2 separate regions of the Danio rerio genome follow, and region 2 is linked to region 1. Evidence: chromatin contacts called from public Micro-C data. All regions are on one chromosome and are shown on one strand. Each heading gives the region's core, a stretch centred on a gene start, on an enhancer-like site or on the middle of the called end of the contact. The rest is flanking DNA. Distances are from core to core; before and after follow the strand shown.

Region 1 (4,561 bases), core at 1,860-4,359:
CATCGTTATACAATAACTTGCCTAATTACCCTAACCTGCCTAGTTAACCTAATTAACCTAGTTAAGCCTTTAAATGTCACTTTAAGCTGTATAGAAGTGTCTTGAAAAATATCTAGTCAAATATTATTTACTGTCATCATGGCAAAGATAAAATAAATCAGTTATTAGAAATGAGTTATTAAAACTATCATGTTTAGAAATGTGAAAAAACATCATTTGGGAAAATGATGATTGGGGTCTGGTGGGGCTAATAATTCTGACCTCAACTGTATGTGTATGAGTGTATGGGTCGCAGCATGCAACCCTTGATGGAGTTCCCAAAATCACCTGATTTCTGGACCGTGTTCAACAGTTTAAGTGCAAAAAGGAAATTTATGTTGCGGCTCTTTTCTCCAAAACAAGGACAAAATATGTTTGCAGTTAACATTAACAAGGTCAAATTTATTTAAAATAAACAAGATTTATCCTGTAAACCTAGCTTGTATTGTTGTGTTACTTTTGACCCAGGTGTGAGCTACTTTCCTTCCTGCTGACGAGTCAAAAGTAACAATGTGTAACATTTGATTAAAGTGAAATTACATTGAAACTGTTCTACATTGATACAAAATAACAGCTTTCGTCCCCGCTCTCCTCTATTGATTTTCAACATTCTTTCATTTTTTTTTTTAATTTGCAAGAAACAAATCAAAAAAAAAAAAAAAAAAAAAAAAGATGTTTTCAAAACGTGCATGCACAGAATTAACTTGTTTGGGTGTACTATCCCTTTAAGGACACAGACTCATTCAAGGTGTGTGACTCCCCCTGTTGGGGATCTTCAGCACTGACGTCTACATGCTAGTTTACACTAAAAATGAATATTCTGCCATTGCTTACTCGCCCTTAAAAAAAAAATAATGTTCTCACACTTGTCATTGCAAACCCATAAGAAGATTGTGTGTGTTAAGCAAACATGCCTCACCTTCCCCGATTAAATGGTTTCTGCGAACATTGCTAGCCTAGCTGATCAATGTTTATGTGAACAGAAGCCCAAATTAAATCTGTTCGTCATCGTAACTGGAAGCCCTCGTAGAGTTAGAAAGTGTTTGAATGATTAAAATGGGAATTGCATTTCCTTCAGTGGTAACTGTTATGGTCCCTATACGGATAATTTGCTGCCTTCTAATGGTGGCGAGTTAAAACTACAAAATCCTACTGGCATATGTCCCAAAACACACTAGAAACAATTTAAATGTGCACTTTTTAATGGTTAACAGTTGATGTATTGTAATGTTTTTGAAGTGTTTAGTTTGTGTTTCATCAGGTATGAAGTGATTGCCTCTTTAGAAGACTTAATAAAGACATTCAATATGTAGAAAAAAATAATAAATTATGCATCAGAATATTGATGAACATACTTTTGAGAAACATAAATCTCTCACATTTGACTAAAAAATACTTTGTGTTTTGATGATGAGTAAAAGTCTTATAGGTTTGGGATGTCATCAGAGAGATTTCAAAGGGGGTGAGTTAACACTTTAATCGAGCCAGTTATTGAATATTGCTCACTTTTGAACTATGATGAAAGTAAGCAACTAAAAAGGCAACACCGATTAAGGACTATGGAAACCCAGCAAATATTATTTCTGATTAAAGTAATTAGGTTAATTATCACTACACAAATGCCCACTATTCCTAGAGATAAGCTAAGCTTTATTTTATTTTGGGCACTTACAATTGAGTAATACAAAGCAACCGATTATCATAGTTTATGTTTCAAATTCATGTAAAAAATTAATTAAAAAATCCAAATAGCATAAAATGTATTGAAATGTAATTGATCTGAATACATTTAATGCCATTTTTGAACATGATACGTTTTTATATAGATATATCCATATACAGTGCTCAGCATAATTGAGTACATTTTGAAAATGAATATTTTTATCCAATACTCAGTGAATATAGGCAATGTATTTTGGTGCATTTAAACAATACAGATTTAGTAAACAGATATATTTATTAAAATAATATTTTAGTCACCAGACAGATTTAGAAACTGAAAGATAATATAATTAAATTCAATTAAAATATTGCAAAATACAAAAAATAAATAAATACAAACTGCAAAATTTCTTCTATTTTTTCTTTATTTTTCCTATTTTTTTGTATTTGATATTGAATATTTTTCTATAACATAAATGTGGGTGCACTAAGTCTGAGGGTAATTTTTAGCATAGAAAAACATTTATTTATTTATTAAACGAGCCCATTCTAATGTACAGGGAGAACATATTTATTATATTGATATATTGACTGATTATATTGATTTGATTATTTAATGTTTAAATTTGATTAGTTAGAAAAGCAAACAAAACATAGCCTATTGTTGTGTAAAAAAATATGTATATTCCCGAAAAAATCACAACCATAAGACAAAATTATTTAACAGCGTCAAGTTATTTAAAAAATGATTATATAATTAATGAACTTCTTTATCTTAGCTCAGGGAACTGCCAGCTACGCTCTTCCAAGTGTTTGCTTTTTAATACACATCGAGTTTGTACAGGGCTGGGTAAAACAGCATTTTTTTTATTGTGCACCTTTGTCATGGAATAATTTGCAAAAAATTATTTCTTAAAACAAAACAAAATTAAATGGGAATTTAAAGACATTACAAAGAGAGCGGTATTGGAAGCATGTAATTGTTTTTGTTGAGAGGACAGATGAAATGTTGTTATGTGGTATTTATAAATCGTTTTACTGCATGGCTGTTGCCTTGGACAGGTTTCTCTTATGCAAAAGAGATTTTAAATCTCAATGAGACTTCTTGGTTAAATAATGGTAAAATAAAAAATAAATAAGAATACACAGTTAAATAACAATTAAATACCAAACTCTTACTTTAACCATGAGCTTCACATCGTCCTATAAATCAACTATTCATTGTATTAAAGCTTATTGGCCAGATCCGCGACCCCTACCACTTTTCACCCAATCACCATCCAAACCGGTGAGAGACTGCGGTTTTCACATGCGCGTGCACGGTGCATGACGTGTCTGCGGGTATATATGTGACGGCTCAGCCCGCCCCTTCTCTCCCGAAACCCCCGGCTGTTAGTGCTGTGTGAGTGCGTGTGTGCTCCGGAGCTTGCCTCGGCACACATTATATAAAAAATAAAAAAATACAAAAAAATTAAAAAACTTTTAAAAACTCCAAAAAATCCTTTTTTTCTTTTTTTTTATAAATATAAATCGGTGAAGTGGGAACCGGAGGCCTTGAAACATCGCAACAGCCCAGAAAGAAAAAAAAATAACGACATTCTGTGAGCTCGCGAAGGCCTAACGTTAGCGGTTTGCTTGATTCGTTTAATATTTCTGCGCGTTTTATTTTATTTGTCCTTAATTTTCGTCATATTAAACGACCAACCGCCTGAACCCCTCCTGCGAAGTCATCTTTTACCCGACGGATGTAAGTTTTAACAATTGGCGTTTTAAAATTAGCTTGACAGACAACTAACGTTATATTCTGACGTGGTTGAAACATAACGTACACGAAATTTAGCGAGTTCACTACTGCGACTGAGGAGAAAATGAACCCCAGCGCTCCTAGTTACCCCATGGCCTCCCTCTATGTCGGGGACCTGCACCAGGACGTGACTGAAGCCATGCTGTACGAGAAGTTCAGTCCGGCCGGTGCCATCCTCTCCATCCGCGTGTGCAGGGATATGATCACTCGCAGGTCGCTCGGTTATGCCTATGTCAACTTCCAGCAGCCTGCAGACGGTGAGTGTCATGTGTGTCGTGCCGTTTACTCCGATGACACGCGTACATCTACAGTTTCAGTTGTGTGCTTGAACATAAATCATAATGCAGTACGACTGTCTGGGTTTCACGATTTCAAGAGTTGTCCATTGATTGATTGTGAATGGGTTGAAGATGAGAATTGCATGCATATACCGCATAGTGTGTTGCATGACAGCTGATCTTGCACGCCTGTCAGTTTTAGGGCGTGGGTTGGGCGGAGAGTGTGCAGCAGAGATACATTCCCGTGAGCTGTCAAACATTTGTGAGGGAACCAGCACGATCTTCACATTGGTCAATTGATTCTGTAGCATATGATGCTTTTTGTTTCTTTGCAGGTGATCTTGTAAGTGTAGATCTCTCATATAACCTTTCAAATTAAGATCAGACGTATTTAAAATGCAATTCAAAGTTATTTAATACATTTGTTGTCCTTGTTATTCAAATACAACGTGCAGGGAGTAAGCTGTGTCTATGCAATGAATGTCTTGCTTTTGTTCTTGGGGGTTAACACTAATAATTTAGTTTAAAAAGAACTTTTATTTCTTTAGATTTTTGTTTTCAAGCATTTTTATTTGGTAAGAATAAAGTATTTTGAGGTATTAGAGTGTCTGCAGGGTCTTAATTTTCAAAAACAAAATTTTAGGCTTTAAAAAATCTTAAATTTGCATAAATATTGTGGTATAGGTCTTAAATAATTTTTAAACGGGTCTTAATTGTAAAAGTTGTCAAAGTAATGCCGACACACACACACACATACACACACACACACACACACACA
Region 2 (4,561 bases), core at 709-3,208, 120 kb before region 1:
GGCACAAATATGCAGACATCTCCATTCTCACAACGAGTTTCTGAGCTCTCTCAGCCTTTCAACTGAGTTTGTTCTTCAGAGGTAATCTGGAAACACTTCAGTACTACTAATACTTTGTAAAAGCCTGACATGCTTATTCAAATTACCTGAGTAAACTAATTAAATTAAAACTCACTGGCAATGGATGATTTTGTCATTAACAATGAAAACAGTTTAATATAAGTTTCTCTGAAACTGCGAATATTTGACTTTAATTTCATTTAGGCTAGATTTTATTTTATTTAACAAACCAGTTTGTGTTTTGGTGCTGAAGCAAATAGTGGACTTGTTTTGAAGCACTTTACCTCAGATGTTATTCGTTATTTTTCTTTATCTAATAAATAGCTGACCAACAAAAAATACATTAAAATTAATATACAAATTATACCAAATGAAATTTGTTTCAAAAAGATTTTTTTTCCAAGAAAAATATTCAAATATTTTTTTGGTTTGTGCCCATCCACTTGGCTACTCTGTGCGGTGATGATTTGTTTCGCTTATTTAATTATTGCTTCAATGTTATTGATGTATCACATACCTCTGTCATATATTTGCAAATATTTTTAATACGTCATTAATACGTCATTTTAATACATCATTAATACGTAATTTATACGTCATTTTAATACGTCATAAATACGTCATTTTAATACGTCATTAATACGTCATTTTAATACATCATTAATACGTCATTTATACGTCATTTTAATATGTCATTAATACGTCATTTTAATACGTCATTAATACGTCATTTTAATACATCATTAATATGTCATTTATACGTCATTTTAATACGTCATTAATACGTCATTTTAATACGTCATTAATACGTCATTTTAATTAGTCATTAATAAGTCATTTTTCTTGAGCATTTGATTTTTCCATGGTGTTGATGTGCTTTCATTTTCTCTCTCACTCGTGGCAAGTTAAGGTGAGGGAGTGTTTAATTAGCAAGCCATGGCTGGAAAATATAGGCTACATTTAGATATAAAGGAAAACATCTTAATAATAAAAAGCAAATACATGTTTGATACTATAAATGTCATAACAAGGACATAATGAAGATTATTTGCCAGCAAGCATCAGTGTTTATTGAGATTGAAATACTGTTTAAAATATTCAATTAAGATAAGAAATATTGTTATAGCAACAGCTTTGGGAAATAACGCTCGTCATAGAAGTCACAGGATGAAGGATCATGAAGCAATGTGTAGTCTGGCACATTTTTACTCACGACAAGTCAAGATTTAATCAAGACAAAATCACTAAATCTGGCATAGTGACTTTTGTAACTGATGACAAAAATTGTGTGATTTGAAAAATCCATGTGAATCCAAATGTTAAAAAAGTAGGGTAGAGTATAGCTGTCAAGCGTATCCATTACTAATTTGAAGTTATACAAAATAATGTCCATTTTCAAATCTATGATCTATCTGATATCTATTTCATTCTTTTATTTATATAATTTTTTTGTAATCTCAAAAACATTTATGAATTTTTTCATCTGTTGAACCAAAACAATATTTTGAAGAATGTTGGAAAAAAAGAAGCCATTGACATCCATAGTAGGAACGAAAAAAAATACTACCAACATCAATGGCTGTTTATTTCTTTTTAACATACTTCAGTACATATTTGCTTTTGTTCAACAGAATAAAGAAATTTAAACAGGTTTGGAACGAGTGGAGAATGAGCAAATGACAGAATTTTCATTTTGGTGAACGGTCTCTTCAAATAGAAACAAAGAAACTGCAATTAACAACAGTGCTGTTATGATATGCAAAGCAGGTTTATCGCTGTGCATCTTTATGCACATTTACCAGACTTCTGTATAAGAACTGCCATATTCATATTTTCGGCTTGTTCCGGTTTGACCTACAGTCCTGACCGTTGAAAGTGCTGCTTGTTTTTCACCCACCCGCCACCTACACACGCAAAACAGGTACCTGCCTCGACACGTCTATCTGTACCACTGATTGTACAGAAACAACCTTCAGACTTCACATTAAAAACTAAGGCGTTTTTCTGCACAGAAAACTTCTTTCTCCACTTGAAATATCAGTTTATATTTAAGGAAGATTCAATTTGATCTCAAATGCAATCTTTGATTATTTACAATTGCATTTGCAAAAATTCTTTTTAGCCTCTGCCTCCTTGGAAACAGTCTTGCCCGCTAAATATTTACGTGGTTAGTTATTAACAGTTTCATATAATCAGCCATTACCAATGCCAGAGGACAAGAAAGAGGCTATCGTTAAGTGAAGCATGCTAATGAAAGAAAACTGACCTAAAAACTGACACTGCACACTTAGATGGCATAGGAAAAACTTCCAAGCAGCAGAAAATGTGAGAAAATGTGGCACTGATGAGTATGCAATGCAAATCAATGATAGTCACCAGTTTGCTGGCATCTTTCTGATTACTCTAACCTACTCTAATGCATCAGAACACAATATGGATTAGTGAACATAGCAACTTGCAACTAAAAAGTAATTACATAAAAGTGTTACATAATATTCAACACACATCTTTTCATGTGCACTGCAAAAATATGACAAAAAGCCTAACAACAGATATTTTTGTTAATTTAACTAACTAAGTTAATTTAACTAAGTTAATCAGTTAAGTTTTTCTAAATTTAACCAATTAATTAATACTAATATGTTACTTCTGGAGTCAGCTTGACTGATGTAAGTTCATCAAATTAAAATATTTCAGGCAGCAAGTATTTTTTAGAGTTTTAGCATCTTGTGATAACTGTGTTTTAAGTGTCTTGAAGCAGTAGTTTACATTTTGATTTGAGAAAACAAAATGTATCAGACATCTTTTTATGTTACATAAAATCTAATTTATTCTGTGGATTTTTAATGAAGAATGAACATACAAATGGCTTATATGTTAATAATAATGGCTTGCAAAAATATATACAGCCAGTACGTTTAAAAGTCATTGGCCAATGGTGGATTTGGAACGTAGATATATACGCTAGATACCCCATAGGGACCCTTATCATGCGTCAATAGTGCTGCCACATTTGCACAGTGCTCCCAGGACAAATGTCATTCAACCGCAGTAGTCAAGACTAAAGGAAATCTGAATTTAGTGGTGTATGGGTGTAGTAACGAGCAAACAAAGAAGACAAAGTATAAAGGCAGAACATTTCATAGGGAAGATTTCGTTTTTTTATGTTTTTGTATGTTACAAACTTTTGTGCAAAACAAGTAACATTATTGATGCTTAAACAGTCACTTTCTGCAGAGACCATACGGCAAAGTAGCACCAACTTGCTCTAAATTCTAGCCTTATGCTAGTTTTGTTAAATAAAATCAGCAAACAATGTAAATGAAATATGACAAGAAGATGTAGTGCTAGAAAGTAGTGCAGTGCTAAACACTTTTATTATTATTGTCGGCTAAGTGAAGTACAGACTTGTTTTTGAAGTAATTTATAAGGCTGCCTGGTAACATAGCAATGCCTGCACCTCAATGTGCATACTGTCCATCCTAAATTATTGAATATTACAAATGTTATACCATTTCGATCAGTAAGGTGGATGTGCACATTGAGACACGGGGATATCAGTAACAATTTACAATAAGGTTCATTAGTTAATGCATTTACTAACATGAAGTAATCATGAACAACACATGTACAGCATTTATTAATCATAATTGAACATTTACTAATGCATTATTAACATCCAAGTCCATGCTTGTTAACATTAGTTAATGCACCATGAGTTAACATGAACTAACAATGAACTACTGTATTTTCATTAACTATTGTTAACTAGCATGAACAAATACGGTAGTAAACGTATTGTTCCTTGCTTGTTAATGTTAGAAAATGCATTAATTAACATTAACTAATGAACCTTATTGTAAAGTGTGACCGGTATATCAAACCGCTTTTTTAGTGATGAGCGAAAAGCTTAGATGATGAGTGATAAGCTTAGGTGAAAAGTGATATCGATGTTCCTCATGAGTCATTCACAAACTGATCGCTCCCTCGTTTGGAATTAGAAGTAAAAGCAGGACAGGAGATGTGACTCAAGACATGGATTAGTTCAAATTTAACAGGGAGGGAGGATAATACATTTACATGCACACAAACACACACTCTCTTTGTCGGCAATGCACGCGCGGTCACATATCCATCGATGTAGAAAATGGATGTAATTAAAATAAATATTTGCATATTGACCAATGGGAAAACTCCCGATTGTAGATAGATGTATATATGTGTATATATATCTCCAGATAGCCAGTCCTACACTATACCTGGGTCCCACATTCATTTTAAAGGAGCGCTACTGTCACCGACTCGGTCCCAGTCACTCCCCTCGCTGGCCAGCAGAGGCCGCCATCTCCGGACTTCTAGCATTACATCATCCACTTACGCTGATTGTGCACACACCTGTCCTGAATTTAGATAACGACCCACGTACCCTATTTAAGCCGCACTCAAACACTGGTTCAGTGCAAAGTCTTGTTTAGCCCCAGCCAGCATTTCTGAGCGTTAT

What was found. Hi-C and Micro-C count contacts between places; a contact is called where the count stands out from the background.
Region 2: a Micro-C map of caudal fin shows a contact between it and region 1, with 6 times the contacts expected there. The contact joins the enhancer-like site here to the promoter of pabpc1b in region 1. A contact is called at or near these places in 3 of 18 Hi-C or Micro-C datasets (caudal fin, embryo and hematopoietic stem cells).

The regions. Positions count from the first base shown.
Region 1 is chr19:13,248,746-13,253,306 of GRCz12tu, reverse strand. It overlaps pabpc1b (poly A binding protein, cytoplasmic 1 b), which reads left to right and starts at 3,109. Exons shown (of 15, transcript NM_200882.1): 1 at 3,109-3,762. The coding sequence starts at 3,570.
Region 2 is chr19:13,369,683-13,374,243 of GRCz12tu, reverse strand. All of the region lies in intron 7 of grhl2b (grainyhead-like transcription factor 2b), which reads right to left. Among named protein-coding and RNA genes, the nearest start is that of grhl2b, 29 kb to the right of the region's middle. Within about 2 kb of position 1,958, at least 1 of the 62 cell types and tissues checked has an H3K27ac peak or open chromatin away from gene starts, as enhancers often do. A contact at or near this core is called in caudal fin, where this site is marked.